2 separate regions of the Cyprinus carpio genome follow, and region 1 is linked to region 2. Evidence: chromatin contacts called from public Hi-C data. All regions are on one chromosome and are shown on one strand. Each heading gives the region's core, a stretch centred on a gene start, on an enhancer-like site or on the middle of the called end of the contact. The rest is flanking DNA. Distances are from core to core; before and after follow the strand shown.

Region 1 (5,385 bases), core at 1,283-3,782, 60 kb before region 2:
GACAATAGTTAACAATATAGTACACAGTATGCAAAGTCATTGATTTTCAGTAAGCTACTAAACTGTAGTTCGATACCAAACCTATAGCTGTCATATCCCTGGATGTGAGCCAGGTTTAAAGTTTCAGTGTCAATGTAATTTCAAACAGAGGTTAAGAGATATTGTCCATTCTTAGAGCACTGCAACTTTAATATGTCAAATTTAATATGTCATCTGAGAGTTAGATACAGATGTATGGTATGCATACTCTTAGTACAAAATGCCATTATACTGTTGCTAACACAGTGATTGACCTCAGTTTCACCTAAAACAAACAATAAGAACAACGAAAGTCCATGAATGCAGTATTTATCTCAGTATGAAACAATGCACTGTGAGGCTTCTTATATACAACATTTGCACCAAACATTTATATATGTTTATAGTTTATCAATTCAATGTCATCTCAGTTCAAAACATAAACTGAAGCATTACAAGAACTTCAACTACTTTTAATTCGGTGTAATTTAATTAGGGGGAAAAGCTGCTGTAGTTATATATTTATTTATTTATTTTACCAGCAGCAGGGGTTCTTTGGGTTTGAAAATCTCTTCACCAAAACATGCAGTTTTTCTCAAAACTGTTCTACTCTTAGAAATTGAACACAGCTCGGTAAAATGAAGCCTTCATAAAAGGGGTTTTTAAATAGCTCAAAGAGCAGGAAAAATTTTTTTGCCGAGAAATGAATTATTTATGTACAGATGTTGATGGTAAGTCAGTTGTAAAGTAGAACTGAATAGTATTTCCTGTTTTTTTTGTTTTTTTTAATCCAACATTTTCTGGTCTTACGATCCATCCAAAAAATCTAGTAAAAACAGTAATATTGAGATTTTTTTTTTTTTTTTTTTTTTTTTTTTTTTTTTTTTACAATTTGCACTAACCATTTTCTATTTGAATACATTTTAGAATGTAGTTTATTCCTGTGATTACTCTTGAGTGTCACATGATGCTTCAGAAATCATTCTAATATGCTAATTTGCTGCTCGAGGAACATTTTTAATTATTGTCACTGTTGAAAAAAATATCTTTTGCAATATTGTCTTTACTGTCACTTTTGATTAAATTAATGCATCCTTACTGAATAAAATTATATATATATATATAAGGATGAAAAACTTCATAATATGGGAGATGTTTTGCTTATGATGTAGAAATATTGTAATTGTCCAGAAACAGATGCATGGTGGGATTCTAAAATAGACCACAGGACTGCTGACATTGGGATTGAGAAAGCACATTCCTGTTTCCATATGTCTTTCTCCAAAACCTTTTTCTCTCTCTCCTTTCTCCACCCAAGAAACAAACAAAAACATGTACACTTACAACAAGAACACAAAAAACCCCCTTACACATACCATAAAACATCTTACTACTTTGTGTTTAGGCACATGATGTCAGGTTAGAATTTATGCTGTTTATATTTCCCCCATACTGTGAATATTTATGAGTCCAGCTGTCCCTTGCTCAGTTGTCTTCATTAATGAAGCGTTTGACTTGTATGAAATACTATCAAAAAAATGTCTTAAAACCCACTGCATAGGAGATCAAAGCTCTGACCGAAAACACACTTCTAAGACATCTTGAACGTCCATGTCAGGATTTGGCCAGGACTGAGCCTAACTGAGGAATGGTTTTCATACTGAAGACAAGAATAATGGGACCGTTCCTCCAACATACACAGATACTGGAAAATGACGGTAGATCCAGCCAGGTCGACTCTGAACAGTGTAGATACATTCCATCAAAATCACATCTGTGTAGTGTACATATGTTAGATCATTTAAAGCACGAGCATGTGATTTCTCGAGTCTTTGTTAGTCTATGGGATTTTTTTTCTTCACACATTTAATAATGCGCCGGGTAAAAACATTAAGCACAATTGCTTAGAAAAGCACACCTCTCTACAACTAGCCGCACAATCTGTGGGATCACTCATGCAGCACAAATGGTGTGCAACAAACTAGACACAGAAGTTTAAAGTCAACATGAAATCAAAATGGGCCTTATTTACTTTCTTAATGCATGTTCCTAGTCTTCTTGTAAATGATTCATCAGTGAATGTTATTGCAAAGAAAAATAAATCACATTGACTTGAATTCTTAGGGTTTGGGTGTGTTCAAATATCTAATCCTATGTATAATACACCTGCTCCTTTGATGCATTTCCATTGCCTTTTGATAGATAATGTAATTCCTTCATGCAATTTGTACAACAAAATATAATGTCACTGTATGAACTCACTCTTTGTGTGTGTGTGTGTGTGTGTGTGCGTGTGTGTGTGTGTGTGTGTGAAAAAAAGAGTAGACTGAGACTGAGATCTCAGGCACAGGAAACAGAGGGTTCCTGTTTTTTTGAGCCAGGCACTATTGTCTCCCTCCCTCCCTTTCTCTCTCTCTCTCTCATAAACACACTTATCTGCAATTGTTCCCTTTAAATCATATTTTGTCTGCCACATGCTAGAGGCTCGCACTGGAGCCATGGATTGTCCACAATGCAGTCTTAAACCCCGAATAAAGGTAAATTTTCTGCTGTTTTTTTTTTTTTTTTTTTTTTTTACTTTCTATTCATTAAAGAATCTTGAAACACAAAATATTAAGCACCACAACTGTTTACAACAGTTGATAATAATAAGAAAAGTTTCTTGAGCACCAAATCAGCATATTAGAATGATTTCTGAAGGATTGAAACTGAAGACTGGAATAATGATGCTATAAATTCAATCATTTAATATATTCAGATAGAAAACAGTTATTTTAAATTGTGATAATATTTTATAATATTATAATTTCTCTGTATTAAATATATGGAACCTTGGTGAACATAAGAGTTTTCTTTCAAACATATAAAAAATACCATGTATATATGTATTTGCTACTTTTTCTTTTAACAGTTTTTTTTTCCAATTATGGATGTCCTTGGCTTGGATACCCTCAAAATTTCTCTGTCCAGTTTAGTGCGCATATGGGGATAATTATGGACCCAAAGTGTCGTTAAGTAAACCTACTCAAACACACACAGACACACACTCAGACTCAGAGTGCAGATCTCTTCTCGCTGGGTGGTGGCAGGGGACCAGGGTTTAAGCATGTAAGCTATTTAAGCATCTGGATTTAATGCACCATTAAGGTCAATGGCTGACCAGTCTGCACCTGTAGCGCTCCTCACCAAACGCAGCAGCCCCTCCTCTCATTCAGCTGCCAGTGATCACTATTTCTCCACTTTCTCGCTGTCATTTCACCAAAGCAGCATCCACATTCTGAAAGCAACGTTCCCAGTTGGAAACAACAACAACAACAACAAAGTTTTATAGCCTGTCGCCACTGCAGAATGTGTCCCTGCCCCAAGCCTGACCTTCATCTTCTCATCTGATTCTTTAAGTTCTCTGCGCTGTTCTCCTCACACCCTCGCTCCCTCCACCCCCCCTCCGTCTCAGTGCAGCCTGTTCTGTTGTGTCTGCCAACTGCTCTCTGCTGGATCACAGGTTTCCTGAGCTGGAGAGCCGGGGACTGGCAGTATCAAACACTGTGAACGGCCAACTTGCTTTTTTTCCCCACTGCGCTTCGTGTACGTTCTGCTCACTGAACACATACTCCTACGCAAATGCCAAGCAGCAAAGAACCACAGATTATGACAAGAATCACAGCCATACTGTCCTGATATAGACAGACAGACAGACAGATAGACAGACAGATAGACAGATAGATAGATAGATAGATAGATAGATAGATAGACAGATAGATAGTTGAGTGGATTACATACATCTGGGCAGAACTACAAATAGATGTATTTGATACAAATAGATGTATTTTGCATGATTTTCTTCTACATTATTTCCATTTGTATGGTCATTTATGCTCTTGAATATTTGGTAGTAATAGTCTTAATGAAATGAAGGTAGTGCTGAACAAAACAGTCATCTAAAAAGCTGCCAAACCTCCACACAAATGCCCTACTTTGCTACATTTCTTCTTTACAACCACTTGCAGTCTTGAAAGAGACACTCGCTGACAAGTGTAAACATCACTAAGAATAACCTCGCGTTTGCTGAGAGGGTGATGTTTTCAGGAGCCTCGGTGCTGTCTGTGAGTGATGTTTATACCTTTTTGGCTGGTGAGGAGGTGTGATGGGTCATGGACTCGCTTCTGTTCTCTGCGCTGAATGGGCGGATGTCACCCGCGGCACCCACAAGACACTGAACTGCGCCAAAAGCGCCAGACACAGACAGACAAAAACAGCTTCAGACTGATACCGAGCAGGCGTTTCATTTCCTGCATTACAGATAAACGACTGATGTTATAATTAACAAACAAACAAATCTTGAAACTGTCTTTATAATAGGTAAGACGAATTTAGACTTATTGTCTTATAGACTTTTTGTAGTACATGACTCTGAAGACTTACACTGCATGTTCCATGATGCTTCTCGGCATTTCGCGTCATCAAAGTGCGTTTTTATTCCGAAAGTGGTGAGCTGGCTTTTGAGTAGCGAGTGAGAGAGTGTATTTCTATATTATCCGTGCATTTTTATTGTGCGTATGTAGTATTTAGGAGCTGATTATTGTTGGTAAGATAAAATATTGCCTCCGTTTAGCGCTGGTTGTCAGATTTCATTGTAAACACCTGTAATCATTAGCATTCGTGCTAACTTAGCTGTTCAATAAGAGTGAGGATCACTGCGAATTTTAAACAACAGCTGTGTATTGACGATTATTTTTCTGTAATATTTATAATTTCTTTATCATCCGGTGTCGCATGTCTCAAGCACTAGCTGTAAAAATTGTGATTGTCGCTTTTAATTGAATTAATTTCATTAAATTGTTTCTTGATAATGTGATTTTATGTATATATATATATATATTAGTTTCATATAGTGTTCTATACATGACCACTTTGAAATAAATGAAGTTTTACAGTGTGTGTGTGTCACCTACAATACAGCATAATACGTGAAACAGAACTGTCTAACCTCATAGAAACATATTTATCCTCACAGGTGGATTCTTCAATTATAATTTTGCCCTTCACCTTTGCACAGTCTTCAGCACAATGACCAAGCTCCTGGAGTGGCTTCTTGGTGCGTCACTGATCGGCATGGCATGGGGACTCGTTACCTTTGACCTCCTTGATTTGCAGTTGCCTCCTCAGTATAGAGAGCTGGTGTGGCCAATGCCTGTTTATCTGCTGGTGGTGTTTGGGTGTTATTCACTGGCAACTGTTGGCTACCGTGTGGCCACATTTAATGACTGTGAGGACGCAGCCAAAGAGTTGCAAGCACAAATAAAAGAAGCCAAAGAGGACTTGAAGAAGAAGGGACTGAAGATGTGAGAATAACATCTTACTGTTTCT
Region 2 (5,813 bases), core at 1,810-4,309:
ATTCACAAGCTACCAGTTTAAATCAGTTTGATGAGTCCTATTTTGAATGAACTCTCTAAATGTCAGAACGATTACTAAAAACCACCCAGAACACCTTAAAAACACAGCCTAACAATGCCCTAGCAACCACCCAGAACACTTAGAAACAACATAACAACGCCCTGGCAACTATACAGAATGGTCTAACAATTCCCTAAAAACAGTGATATCAGTAACAAAAACTAAAACTATTGAAAATATTTTCATTAATTGAAATAAAACTGAAATAAAATACAATATAAATACTTGATAAAAAAAAAAAAAAAACTTGCACAATGAAAAATGTTGCTGAAAAATAATAAAAATAAAATAAGTTTAAATTACTAAAATGATTTCTTTGCCTTCAGCGATGATGTTGTGCTTTACTGTGTGGTTAGATGTAGAATCTGTAATTGCATGTGTAAACTCAGTGTGTGCAACAGTTCATTAGTGGAACTCTGCCCATAAAATATGCCTTTGCACTAACAACACTCCATGTGACTTCAACTGTACATCTAAACCATATTAAAGCAAAGCCTTTTCTGACCAAAGCAACAGAGTATATTCACCTTAATTCTCCTCTCATGGGAGGAAGTGATGCCATTAACATGAGGACATTTATGGATTATTATGTTCTAATGGTATATTTTATAACAGTGACTTGAACCAAAAATAATGCTGGTGACCTCAGCCAACAATTACATCAGACTGAACACAGGCTAAAAGAGTGGACTGAGACTAACTCAGGGAAGAAAAAGACAACAAGAAAAAAACAAGCAGTCTGTGATGATCCTCTCAGGATGACCTTAAACGTCCTCAATCTTAATCTTTGACTCTGTTTATGCCTATATATTCAGACAGTGGCATTATGATAATCCATAAAAAAAGCATTTTGTTATACAATGAAGCCACACTATTTACTAATACCTCTTTGGTCAAGATACCTCAAATGAACTTGGTTTGTGAACATTCACACTCTCAGTCATTAGGATCTAATGGTAAATATTTCATTTAAGATACTTTTTTTATATACTTACAATAAACAAATGGCTGGGACAGTCTGCAGTTTGGACTGAGTACTATCAGCACTCAGTGTCTGCCAGGAGTTGTGTTCTTGGTCCGTAGATCTCTCAAGACCACATAAATGTGGCTTTGGTCTGGATCTAGGTCTTGGCTAATGGTTTTACACAAGACCACAGTGTATTTCAGGCATTTTGTTGCAGGATCTTATCACAGGGGAAAGAGCCAAGTGGATTTTAGTGCAAACTTCAAATGCATAATGTACAAAATGTATCTGTATAAGTGAAAATTAAGTTTAACAAAATTAAGCACAATTACTATAGGCAAAGTAATGTATAGAACTGTGGCAAAAATCACAGATTTTTATTTTATGTTCATTTATTTTTAAATTGAGTTCAGTTGCAAGTTTGCTTATATAGTTTATAAAAAAAAAAATCATCTTTTGATTAAAAAAACATATATGCCTTTAATAATAATATTAAAATAATGTCTCTGATGTGGCATGGAATAATTATATATCCAATTATATATCTCCAAAAAATTAAAATAAAAAAAATTGTATAAAAAAGAAATTCAGGTATGAAAATAGACACTGCAGATTCAAAGTGACACAGACAAAAAGACAGCAATGTGCCTAGAATCCCAGAGCACAGATTAAGTCTAGTTTGAGACTAGTGATTTTAATCCGGACCAACAATGATTGTCTGGTTGTCTGCAACATTAGGTGTAAATTAAATGAGAACAACCAACAACCCATTACACTTACACTACTTATATTGACACACGATAATAAAACTCGTTGCCAAAAGATATCTGTGAAATGTTGATACATGATCTGCACAGTATGTTTGCTTTTCAATCTTAATGGAATTTACGGCAGATACTTTTCCACACTTTTGACATAAAGTACTTTAATTTGACTTGCCCTGAAGGGGCTAAAAATAAAAATAAATTACATTCTTTACTTCACTTCACTTCAAATCCAATTCCTTTCCTTCATACCAGAACCATACAAAAAACACATTTCTTTTTTTTTTTCACAACCACACAAACAAGTTTGTTTTTGTTTCAGATGACAAAAGTTGCTAAAGCATGTATTCCAATATTTTTATTAAAACATATTATTATTGAAATCACTTAATGTATCCAGATAACACTGATTACATTTAAAATTGAATGATTTATCATTTAAATGAAAATAATTTTTGCATTAAAAAACTTCATGAATTACCTATAAAATGAAATAACCACCCGAGATGTAACTTTTGCAAGGTCATTTCAGGAAAGATGTTTATATTATGAGAATGTATGATCATAAGAATGTGTGATCTCTCAACCTCTTATTCAATAAGTGCCATACATTTCTCTTTTATAGTCCTGTGCTGTGCTTTTTCCTTTTCTGACTGTCATTCTATGTTTGAAACCATCCATTTGTTCTCAAAAGCAGTTCCCTGATCAGGAATTCCACATCAGATTGTCTTTACTGACAGATGGAACAGCCTTCATCTATTGATTTACCTATATATTCCATACTCAATGTTTTGTAACCGAGGTCATATATAACTCCACTTTCCATATTTGATGACACTTATTATTCTACTGTGCTTCGAACCATTATGCATCCATCTGGGTTGATCCGTAAATGAAAACTCATGGATTAAATAAGGCCTTTAGCGAATATTAAACCTTTACAATATGCATATTTCTAAAGTGGATTAGCCTTGGTGAGATTATGACATAGGGCATGTTGTAAAGTTCATAACTGCTCTTCAGAGGGCAGATGGCCACAGTACAGTTTATACTGGGTAAACGGTTTATCCCTATCTGCCTTTTTAGGATCATTTGTAGAAATAATAATAACATTAAGCGGTTTATGAAACATTCAGCTCTTAAATCATTGTTATTTGTATCGTGACAGCATTAGTTTCTGTATTTTTAGTCTAGCGTGACACAAAGGACCTTATACAACATTTCAACAATGTTCCCGTTTGAGTTGATCCTATGCTGTGTGGATGCCAGTCTGTCTCTGTTAGCTTAGTCAATAATCCTGAAAGCTTTTTACCAATACATTTTTAGTATTCTTCCTGGTATAACCACTAGATTACTCTTAAGTACACGATTTTGCATTTGATTTGTGTTGGATGTTCACCATATTATTGGGGATGTTCCAGGTAACCCAAATCAAACTCACGGTCAGTTAAGTTCATCTGTAAAGACACAGGGACATTCAGTTGGTTTCTGCAAGTTTTATTAAAGTAAATTTTAGACTATTTTAAAGACCTTTTGAAGACCAATTTAAGAAAATGTAATGAATAAATTAAAAGCAACACAAATGAGAACACAATAAATTGTATTAGCAGCACTTCCAACTTCTAATTTCTCTATTACTTAAAAAAAAAAAAAAAAAAAAAAAAAAAAAAAAAAAAAAAAAACCTTAACTGGAAAATGGAAATAACTTTTACTGTACATTTGATTCTGATCAAACTGCACAAAAGTAGTGTCCTCCCTCAGTATTTTTGTCTTGCTTTCTGTGAAAATTAATTAATTAAATAAATAAATCAAGATGCAAAAATGACACATCATATGTCTTGAGTTCTGAGAATTTTTCCAGAATTAAGTGAATTTATGATAAAAAAAAAGGTCAAATATAAATATATTTATTTTTGTTTCAAACAAACTCACTTAATTTTATTCCGATTCAAGACTTCATATCTCTACTTTGCATCTCAAGTTAATGTGTTTTGATTTAAGGATGCTTAGGTATTTGTACTGGAAAAAAATACTGACAAACTGAAAAAGATATTCAGGTTTTTTTTGCAGTACATGCCACATTTACTACCATGACTTTATGAATGTAAGACTTTCTACTCCAATTTAAGACCTTTTAAGGCCTTAATTTGTGGAAGGGCAAATAAAGACTTTTGAAGACCCACAGAAACCCTGCTGCAATGATAAAAAGAAAAATGACGTTACACAAGATGTGGCATTTGTGCATATTTGTTGAGAGTTGTATACACGTTGAAACTTCATACAGTGGGGTCTAAAATGTCTGCTCACACTGAAAAACTGATTTTTTTTTTTTTTTTTGGAAAAAAGATATACAATTTTTAAAAAGTCTCCAGAGTTCACATTTCTTTGTTAGTTTGTCCATTATAGCCAAAGATTGGTACTCCCTCAAATACGCCCTACACCGTTTGAAAAGAAGTTATCAGTGCACATGCTACTGTGACAACGGTAAACAATCAAATATGACAAGCAGGATGAGGTGATTTGAATCATGTCAACCATAACATCAGTTCAGCATAAAAGGAGCTCTACTGTTCCAGTAAGGAATCTTTATTGACTGCCAGACAGCCATCACAGTCTCCCATCCAAACTGCCCACCTGGACACCACCTACCCAGGACTGAACCTCAGCCTGCCCCACATGCTGCCAACACTATGTGCTCACCATGTGCACAAGAAATGTCCCATGGGACTAATTTCATCAGCTATTTTGTCTACATCTGGCTTTTCTCACCACCACAGCCATCAAAGCACTCCCACACACACACACGCAACTGATTTTGTTTGCCTCTTCAAATCTACATCTCACTCACTCTCTCTCTCTCTCTCTCTCTCTCACTCACACACACACACACACCAACACACACACACACACACACACACACACACACACACACACACACACACACACACACGCAACTGATTTTGTTTGCCTCTTCAAAGTTACAGCCACTCTGTCTCTTCATTTGGAACAGTAATGAGAGTGCTAAATTGGGATAAATTTGTTTGAATTTCATCCACAGAATAGGCTGTGATGTCGTTGTCCAGGGCACACACAACAGGGCGTCTCTCCGGGATGCAAACTAATGACTGTCTTATTGTGATCAATTAAACCGCTGCTTTACCTAAAAGCTCCAGGGGTGCCGGCCCGACTGTAGTTAGCCGGAAAATCTGCTGAACATCTCCAGCCCTCAAGGATAAGGATTACACTGCCTGTGACACTTTGTGTGTGTGCTAGGATGAGGGCTGGGGAGTTACTAACCAAAAACGACAACGTTACTAACTTAAAGGGACAGTCAACCCTATAATTAATATTCTGGTATCGTTTACTCAGCTTCATGTTATTCCAAACTAGTATGACTTTCTTGGTAATATAGGGATGTATGAAGCACAGCTCACACAGACACAGCTTTCTGTTGGTCTTTTGAGAACTTATTTTGTGCTCCAGTTACAGAAAACGGATTATAGATTGTCAATATTGTTCAGTTTCTTGCACAGACCAATTGTTTTACTTCATAAGACCTCAATATATCATAAGGAACCATGGGTATTTTTATATTTGTATATGCTTTTTTGGCTCTAATTTGCATTTTATGAATCACCAAGGACCACGGTTTCAGCTAAAAATCTTCATTACTTTTCTACTGAAGAAAAAAAGTCATCTACATCTTCGATGGTCTAAGTGGGGGTGTATTAACAGCAGATTAAAATTTTTGGGTGAACTATGAACAGTGTAGGAAAACTATTACTAATTGCTGAAATATATTTTAATTTTTTTTATATTATTTTAATTTATTATCATAATCATAAACACATTGGTTTGCCGCACAATATTTTACTGTTTGTTATTCTTCTAGTAATTTATCTATAGCAGCTAATGAATTGGAAGTCTCTCTCTCTCTCACACACACACACACACACACACACACACACACACACACACACACACACACAAAAGCATACTACCACGTTGCAAAATAAGGTGGATAT

What was found. A called contact is a pair of places that touch in the nucleus more often than the background predicts.
Region 1: a Hi-C map of skeletal muscle shows a contact between it and region 2, with 1.8 times the contacts expected there. The contact joins the promoter of LOC109092286 here to the enhancer-like site in region 2. A contact is called at or near these places in 2 of 8 Hi-C or Micro-C datasets (liver and skeletal muscle).

The regions. Positions count from the first base shown.
Region 1 is chrA19:11,049,083-11,054,467 of ASM1834038v1, reverse strand. LOC109092286 (dolichol-phosphate mannosyltransferase subunit 3-like) reads left to right here and starts at 2,532. Exons shown (of 2, transcript XM_042776423.1): 1 at 2,532-2,555; 2 at 5,033-5,385. The coding sequence starts at 5,086. The coding sequence ends at 5,364. It overlaps LOC122148806 (a long non-coding RNA gene), which reads right to left and starts at 5,175. Exons shown (of 3, transcript XR_006162623.1): 1 at 5,065-5,175; 2 at 4,139-4,236.
Region 2 is chrA19:10,989,072-10,994,884 of ASM1834038v1, reverse strand. No RefSeq gene overlaps it. Among protein-coding and RNA genes, the nearest start is that of LOC109092287, 34 kb to the left of the region's middle. Within about 2 kb of position 3,059, at least 1 of the 8 cell types and tissues checked has an H3K27ac peak or open chromatin away from gene starts, as enhancers often do. A contact at or near this core is called in skeletal muscle, where this site is marked.